Regions from separate parts of the Gossypium arboreum genome. Here region 2 is linked to region 1. The links are chromatin contacts, called in public Hi-C maps. All regions are on one chromosome and are shown on one strand. Each heading gives the region's core, a stretch centred on a gene start, on an enhancer-like site or on the middle of the called end of the contact. The rest is flanking DNA. Distances are from core to core; before and after follow the strand shown. Region 1 overlaps LOC108456752 (probable manganese-transporting ATPase PDR2). Region 2 holds the start of LOC108456982 (type II inositol polyphosphate 5-phosphatase 15-like).

Evidence for each region. A called contact is a pair of places that touch in the nucleus more often than the background predicts.
Region 2: a contact with region 1 is called in a Hi-C map of leaf, with 4 times the contacts expected there. The contact joins the promoter of LOC108456982 here to the enhancer-like site in region 1. A contact is called at or near these places in 2 of 5 Hi-C or Micro-C datasets (both in leaf).

The regions. Positions count from the first base shown.
Region 1 is chr13:95,663,554-95,668,025 of ASM2569848v2, forward strand. It overlaps LOC108456752 (probable manganese-transporting ATPase PDR2), which reads left to right. Exons shown (of 22, transcript XM_053023717.1): 19 at 1-27; 20 at 303-414; 21 at 494-610; 22 at 1,555-3,004. The coding sequence ends at 2,649. Among protein-coding and RNA genes, the nearest start is that of LOC108456752, 12 kb to the left of the region's middle. Within about 2 kb of position 2,353, at least 1 of the 2 cell types and tissues checked has an H3K27ac peak or open chromatin away from gene starts, as enhancers often do. A contact at or near this core is called in leaf, where this site is marked.
Region 2 is chr13:95,769,319-95,773,675 of ASM2569848v2, forward strand. LOC108456982 (type II inositol polyphosphate 5-phosphatase 15-like) reads left to right here and starts at 1,483. Exons shown (of 10, transcript XM_017755765.2): 1 at 1,483-2,423; 2 at 2,935-3,187; 3 at 3,958-4,357. The coding sequence starts at 1,766.

The sequences.
Region 1 (4,472 bases), core at 1,103-3,602:
AGATGAGACAGAGAGGATTCCCTACAGGTTATGTTTCTCTGGTTACTATCAACTCTATTTTCTGACATATAATTTCCTTGTAGGCTTTTAGTGGATTTAAGTTCTGATAAACTCACCGAGCATAAATCTTGGTTCTTCCATATATATCTAGGTTCTTTTTTTGGGCATGTGTATCAAGTTTCGATCATACATCTTCTTTTCTGGAACTGGTCATATTGATCTGCTGATTAGGTGTGTTGTACTCATCAACTTTTCATTCTTCTGGCTAACTTGACTGATCAAAGGGTTTTCCCTGATATCAGTGAGAACGAGGTTGAAGCTTTATCTGAGACTCATGATCTTTGTATTGGAGGAGACTGCTTTGAAATGTTACAACAGACTTCTGCTGTTCTAAGAGTCATTCCTTTTGTTAAGGTTGCAACTCTACCATCCATTTGTTTTTGGTTTTCTGCATAACTCTGTCTAAGTTATTGGCACCACAATGTCATTGTAGGTTTTTGCAAGAGTTGCTCCGGAACAGAAAGAACTGATCATGACCACTTTCAAGACAGTGGGAAGGTTGACTTTAATGTGTGGTGATGGGACCAATGATGTTGGAGCTCTTAAGCAGGTAATATTTTACTCAAGGAGTTTTAGTTGGTATCTTATTTTACCTATATATGTAGGCTATATTATTTAACAGGTTCATTGTGCAGCCATTATGTTGAAGGCCTTTCAGGTTTGAGAACTTATTTTTCCATCTGTATTTAGCACAATGTATCAACTGCCATCACTTGTCAATCTACTATTAACCCAAAAATGGAGGGGAAAAAAACTCAGAGAGATCGTCTCAATTAAGCCTCAAGTTGTTGATACGATCTGCTTTGTAAAATTGATAAAGTTGAAAACAAGGTTTTAACTTTCAATTTAATTAATGAATTGGCTTTGGTTCAAACCCATATAAACACTAAAATATTATTTTTCTTCATCAATTTTTTAAATATAAAATCTTTTACCTTGGTTCGAGTCTATATGAATGTAGGAAATTTTTTTATTTTATTTCTATTATAGGAAAATAGGTACCAAACATGTTATCATATTTTCATTATTTAAAACAATTTTTATTTCTTGTTTTCAATATTTAAAAATAGAAAATGAAAATTAGAAAATAAAATGAATATATTTTCATGACGGAGCTTAGGTTTTTTTTCCTTCTCTCCCTAAAGACAGCTTTAATTTTTCATATTACCATTTTATATCTGTATTTTATTATGAATTATCTTGTACTGCTTGTTTTCTATTTTTACACAAATATAGATTGATTTTGTGTACATGTGTTTTTTAATTAAATCCAATAATAAGTTTGTTCTTTAAGAAAATTAACATCAGTTCATCAATGTTTTTGGTGATAGAAATTTTTATGCATACAGTTGTTAATTTGAATTGCTTCTTAATTTTTTTCATTTACATATTTAGTTACTTTAGATTGGTTCAAGGTAACAGAAAAGTTAATTGTTCCCAGATTTTAAGATAGCGGGAAAGCATGGGCCTGTAATACTCTACCTCTTTTTTCAGGCCCATGTAGGTGTTGCTCTATTGAATGCAGTGCCTCCAACTAAAAGTGAGAGCTCATCGGGAACATCTAAAGATGAAAATACGAAGTCATTGAAGTCGAAATCTAAGCCCACTGTAGAAGCAACGGGCAATTCAGAAGCCTCTTCAAAAGGAAAGGTAGTCCCCAGATCAGAATCTAGCAACAATGCAACCAGTAACCGGCATCTTAATGCTGCAGAGAAGCATCGACAGAAGCTGAAGAAGATGATGGATGAGCTGAATGAGGAGGGTGATGGTCGCTCTGCTCCTATTGTCAAACTGGGGGATGCCTCAATGGCATCACCATTTACTGCAAAGCATGCATCAGTTGCCCCAACCACTGACATAATTCGTCAAGGACGCAGTACCCTTGTGACTACCCTTCAAATGTTCAAGATACTCGGCCTTAACTGCCTTGCTACAGCCTATGTTTTAAGTGTGATGTACTTGGATGGTGTCAAGCTGGGTGATGTTCAGGCAACTATTAGTGGTGTATTTACAGCTGCTTTTTTCCTGTTTATCTCACACGCTCGCCCACTACCCACCCTTTCAGCTGCACGGCCCCACCCGAATATTTTCTGCTCCTATGTCTTCCTTTCTCTCATGGGACAGTTTGCTATGCACCTGTTATTCTTGATCTCTTCTGTGAAAGAGGCTGAGAAACACATGCCTGAGGAATGCATTGAGCCAGAATCAGAGTTTCACCCTAATCTAGTGAACACAGTTTCATACATGGTGAGCATGATGCTTCAGGTAGCAACATTTGCAGTGAACTACATGGGTCATCCTTTCAACCAGAGCATCCCTGAAAACAAACCATTCTTGTATGCTCTTGGAGCTGCTGCTGGTTTCTTTGTGGTTATAACTTCTGATATATTTAGGGATTTGAATGATTGGTTGAGCTTGGTTCCTTTGCCTGTGGGATTGAGGGATAAGCTCTTGATATGGGCTCTACTAATGTTTCTGTGCTGCTATGCTTGGGAGAGGTTGTTAAGATGGGCATTCCCTGGTAAAATCCCTGCTTGGAGGAAGCGCCAACGTGTGGCTGCTGCTAGTTCTGAGAAGAAGCTGGTCTAAGTGAACAGAGAATTCTCCCTCTGCTAATGATTTTGGAAAAGGCTGACACCGGTCAGATTATTATATTTAGTGAATTAGCTCAAAGATATGCAACTCTTTTTTTATTTATTTGATATTTGTTAAATCATGTTTTGCTTACTCCTTTAGGACGTGGAATCTGTCAAATGGTATTTTGCTCATAGAATGAGGGGGTTATTCTTTACGAAAGCATAAACTTTGATTTTGTTATTTTTGCAAAGCCGACTTGAAAGAATAGTTGTTTCAACACTTAAAAGAAAAACAAATTGTAGTTGAGCTCATAAGCCATATTTTGATTAGATTTATTGAATTATAGCAAGTCGGATACAGAAAATAATTTATCTTATTGATGTGTTGCATCCAATTTCTTAGGATAATGTTTTCTTCTGCTGTCAGGTCAATCTCATCCTCATGTGAAATGTATGAAGAGCAAAATTTTATAGTGTCTACTGATATGTTATTGTTGTCTAATAATGCATCATCATAGGTAAATTGAGAGAAGAAAGATCATTATTGTTTGGAATGATGATTTTGTATATGTATATATATATATATTTTAGCTTAATCTTCTGCGGAAAGGGATGATTTATGCTTTTATGGTGTTATTTGTCCACATTATTCTAAATCAAATTTGTTTTATTTTTTTTGGCCAGACATTTGTTCTAGTCACCTGCATTGCTTGATATTCATATATTTATTTCTATCTATACTATTATTTAAATTGTATCTTGAATTAATCGGGCATTACTTTAGTTAAGAAAATATTAAACTATCTTTTGTATTTAAAATTGGTTATATCATTTAAGGTTGGATTAATTTTGTTTTTTTTTAAAAGAAAAATGCATATGACGAGATTTCAACTTCTAACAGATCGAAAATGCTTTGAATTTAAGGTTTAACTAAAGTTTTATTTTAATATTTTTTACATTTTAATTTTATTTTGCACATTTTATAACATCCATTAATTATATCTGTATATTATTATTTAGATCCCTAATTGAATTTTATATAATAATTCATTTGGACATTAACTCGGTTAGAGAAGTTATTAAAATATTTTTCTTATTCAAAATAAGTTTTATTATTCAAAGTTACTTTAATCTTTTTATTGAAAATAATATAAAAATATACATGTGGAATTTGGATTCATGCCAATCACATTAAAAATTCTTGAATGAGTCGGTGTTATGAGTCAATTAGGCACTAACTTCATTAGAAAATTATTCAAATATTATTTTGTATTTAAATAAATTATGTTATTTGAGATTACTTTATTTTTTGTAAAATTGTAAAAGGTGGCATTTGACCCATACTAATTGCATTAAAAACTTAAAATTTACTACTCAATCAAAATTTATTTTAATATTTTTATACATTTTAATTTAATTTTATTATGTACATTTTATTACTTCCATCAATTGTAAATATTAATAATATTGTTTATTGAGTTGGTGTCACATTAACTCAACACCAACTAAAGATGAATGACAACACCATGATAAACAATTGTATTAGTTTAGTATTATTAATTTGATGTATTTATATGTTTAAGTTTGTTTTACTCAAAATTTAATCTATTTTTCTATTATAATATTGTACATATTTGTTGTGTTATTATTAATTAGTTTCAAACTATACGTCTCATTATTTATTGTGTGTTACTTTTAAACACACCTCTATGTTCTGAATACGTGGTTTTTAAACACATGCGCATGTGATAAAATTTCTTATTAATGATGTCATTGATTGAGTTAGTGTCACAAATTAACTCAACACCAACTTAGGATTGATGATATCGCCATGAT
Region 2 (4,357 bases), core at 233-2,732, 100 kb after region 1:
TTTCACTAAATCATTATAACATTTCCTATAAAAAATGCTAAAAACATGTTAAAACGCAAGAATAGATTAATGAAGTTTATCACTTCCTCCCCTTTCCTTAATCAAAATGTTTAAAATCGTCTAACCATTTTCAAAATGATGTTTTGCTAATATCCTATATTATTCTTAAAATTGTTGAACAATACAGAACACTAACTTTGCAAAAGAAACAATGGGGGAGATTTAGATTAATTAAAGGGTAAATTACACCATTAGTCATTAAATTATGAGTACGATTTTGTTTTGATCAGTTAATTAAAAAAAGTTACACTTCGGTCACTTAGTTTTCTAAAATTATTTATTGTGGTTACTCAAGAGTTAAGTGGAACTTTTTAGTTGGTATAATAATAATTCTAGTCCTTAACTTTTATATTTTTTGTCAATTTGACCCTAGTTCTATATAAAATTATAAAAAAACTTAAAATTATTTTAAAATAGAAAATTCTATATAAAAATTGTAGATAAATAAAATCTATAAAATATTATTGTTGAAAAACTAATATATATGGGAAATAAAAAACAAAAAAACTTATCATTCAATAGAATCCAATAACAAATAAAAACAAAACACAACAAAAAGTTAAATCATTACATGTTTCCTCAATGTTTCTAAAACCAAATTAATAACATCTTCTAATCAAGTTCCATACATACAATTTTTTAGCAAAAAAAATATAAAATATACTATAAAATTTTCTTTTTTCGACTCAATTCAAAATTTTAATTCATTTAAATTACTTTTCAAAACCCAAACTATAAATAAAATTATATTCTATTTTTTAAAAAAAGTCATGGTAAGAAACAAAAGAGGTAAAAAAGAAGAAGCAATAATTTGTCTTAATTTTTTTTCTATTTTTAAAAATGGGTATTGTATTTGGAGGGTTTAAAACAAATTTATCTCATTTTCTCACTTTATCAATTTTAAAAAATTTATTTACTTTAATTTTAAATTTTATAATTTTCTAAATTTTTTAAAAGAATTTCAAATTTTATTATTTTATATATAATCAAAGTTAAATTGATAGAAAGTATAAAAATTAAGTACTAAAATTAGTATTATTCAAACTAAAAAGTGTCACTTAAAAGAAGGAAAACTAAAAAAACTATTTCAAAAATTTAATAATTAAATTATAAAATTTTAATTAAATAATTAAAACGAAAATTTATTTATAATTTATTAACTAATGATGTAGTTTACTCTTATGGTTACATTTCATTGTTTTTATATAAACATAAGAAACCTATTTTGGTGAAATGGTTTTCTGGTCAACCTCGCCTGACAACACATCTTCAACAATATTTAGTCGGTGGCATGTTTTTCATTCTTTTAACAATTTAATTATTTTCATTTATATTTTAAGAATTGGTTTTCTTTTTTTTTTGGAATTAATTGGACGACATGTTTTGTGTAAAGGTCTAATTTGAAGTTCATTCCCTGTTTTATGAAAACTAAGAATGAGCCTCTCTATTTTAATTTATTAAAATTCAATCCTCATGTGTACAAAAAGTACAAAAAGAATCCAATTGAGGGAGGGAGGGATGAAATTGAGAATAGAGGTGTTGTAAACTTTTAATTTATCGGAAGGAAAAACTGTAATTGTAGTTACGTTACTGCGGGGTATGCGGCTGAAAGCGTGAATAACTAGCTAAATGTCGCTCCAGAGTCAAATTTCCTCCTCACTTATTCATTCTCTAACCAATAACACACTAGGTTCTACATCCCGACATGGACGCCAACGACGACGTTCCCGATCTTAGTCCCAGAATCTTCGACCGTTACGCCTCCTCTTCTGACGATGATTCGCATCCCTCTTACCCTTCCCTCCACTCCACCAACCGACGCCTCGACTACATGATCCAATTCCTTGACCGCAATCTTCTACCGCAAAACACCTCTCGTCCCAAACCCTCCCTACCTGAGTTTGTGGCTAAAGGCGGTGGCCAAGGCATTTTCACCCTGCCTGATCGCAAACCCCTCCACCCTAATCGCCCTCCCTACCTCCAGCTTCGACCACATCCCCTCAGGGAGACCCAATTCGGCCGCTTCTTGAAAACGATTGCCTCTACCGACGGGCAGCTTTGGGCCGGCAGCGAGAGCGGCGCTGTCAGGGTTTGGGAATTGAAAGATTTATACGAGGAAGGGGAGGAGGAGGAGGCTGCGCCGTTTAGGGAGTCGTCGGCGATATTATCGAATGGGAACGGGAATGGGAATGCGGCGGTGATGTGTATGGTGGGGGATGAGGGGAATGGAGTTGTCTGGAGTGGGCATAAGGATGGAAAGATCAGAGGCTGGAAGATGGATTGTGAGAGTGGTGGGTTTAAGGAAGGGTGGTGTTGGCAGGCTCATCGCGGCCCCGTGCTTTCCGTTGTTTTCACTTGTTATGGTCTGTTTTCCCTTTTGCTTTTCTCTACTTATGCTTTTTGGTTTTCTCCCTATTAATGTGGATCCACTGCCAGAACATTTACAAGAAATTAATAGATTACTTGTAATAGTAATAATGAGAACTCTCAATCTAACCTCTATTGAATGTGTTACGTGCAATTTTGATGGACGGTTGATTAATAATAGATTAGCATATTTTTAGATTTTGAAAGTTTTAATTATCACCACCTTGCCTCTGAAAAGCCAAGGAGCAAACACATAGCCTGGCATGGATCTAGAAATTTTTAGTTAAAAAACTCCATCCTCCATAAACTGTTTATTCTTAAAACTGAAATTCGTCTCTAATAAATACATGTCAAGAAGAGCAAAATGTATCTTCAAGAACTATTTATGCATCCCTACTCAAAGTTTCCTGTTACAATTGCTTGCTCGCGTCCAGTGGTAAGAATGATGATCTCTTTTGACATAATCTTATTTGCTTTAATTTTTGTTTTTGTTTTACTTTGATTCAGGGGATTTGTGGTCTGGTTCAGAAGGGGGTAATATCAGGATTTGGCCATGGGAATCTATTAACAATGCGCTCTCTCTGTCAATGGAAGAACGGCATATGGCTTCTTCGTTAATGGGGAAATCATTTATTGACCTTAGGAGTCAAGTCGCTGTAAATGGCTTCAGTTCTATATTAAATTCAGATATCAAGTGCCTTCTGTCAGATAATATTCGAGCTAAAGTATGGAGTTCTGGTTATCTTTCTTTTGCATTGTGGTATGTCTAGACCGTGGAAACTGCACCCTTAAAATTAACAAAGTTCTGTTGGCATATTGTTACATGTTCAGTTCCTCTTTGATAAATAATAAGCTATAAAGACCTTCCACATCTACCCCCTTATTGATAGTCTAGATCAGCTATGATGATCTTGTACCTCTTGCTAATACACTGTTCTTCTACGCACTGTAACCTGTCAGTTTCTAAATATTTCTACAAGACATCATCATTCCTTTATCACAGTTCTTGGACAGAGGCCCTTGCCATTTAAGATTTGTAATAAAATAAAAAGTCAACTATTACAAATAGGATCTCACTTTGAAATCTAATTTATTTGCTCTGTGCATGAAAGGAGATAATTGTATAATTTTTTTTGTGAAAAATGTGACACTGAAAGCTTTTTACATGTAAAATTGTTAAAACTTGTCATTTTCTGTCCAAATATGGGATTTTTGAAATTATAAGTAATAGATCAATCTGATTTTACCCCAGATGTTGGCTCTATTTCTGTTCCTGTTTATAGGTTAGAAGGATATAGAGATTCTTAATGTATTTTTGTTTATTTTTGAGATATTTGAGGTTGCAAAATCAAGAATGTGGATCTTAATTAACTTCTTGCACAATTAGAATTTCTAGTTACTTTACTTGTATTAATTTAGCTCCAATTTGAATTTAGATCATCTTATCTTACACCGCTCTTGTAAAAGATTTCTTTTTTTGTCTCCTTTCTGTTACTTTTGTTAGGTTTTCTCAGAATTTCAAAATTTCAGGGATGCTCGGACGAGGGAGTTACTCAAAGTTTTCAACATTGACGGTCAAATTGAAAATAGAGCAGATTTGTCATTGGTTCCTGACTTTGCCATGGAAGATGAGATAAAGATGAAGATTGTTGCAAGTTCAAAGAAGGAGAAAACACAAAGTTCCTTTGGTTTCTTTCAGCAGTCACGTAATGCCATAATGGGAGCAGCTGATGCTGTTCGTCGAGTTGCAGCAAAAGGGGGCTTTCTTGATGATAGTCGGAGGATTGAAGCACTCACAATAACTATTGACGGGATGATTTGGGTTGGCTGTGCGAATGGTATGCTTATTCAGTGGGATGGAAATGGAAATCGTATTCAAGATATTCAGCCTCATCCTTCTGCGGTTCTATGCTTATGCAGCTTCAGATCA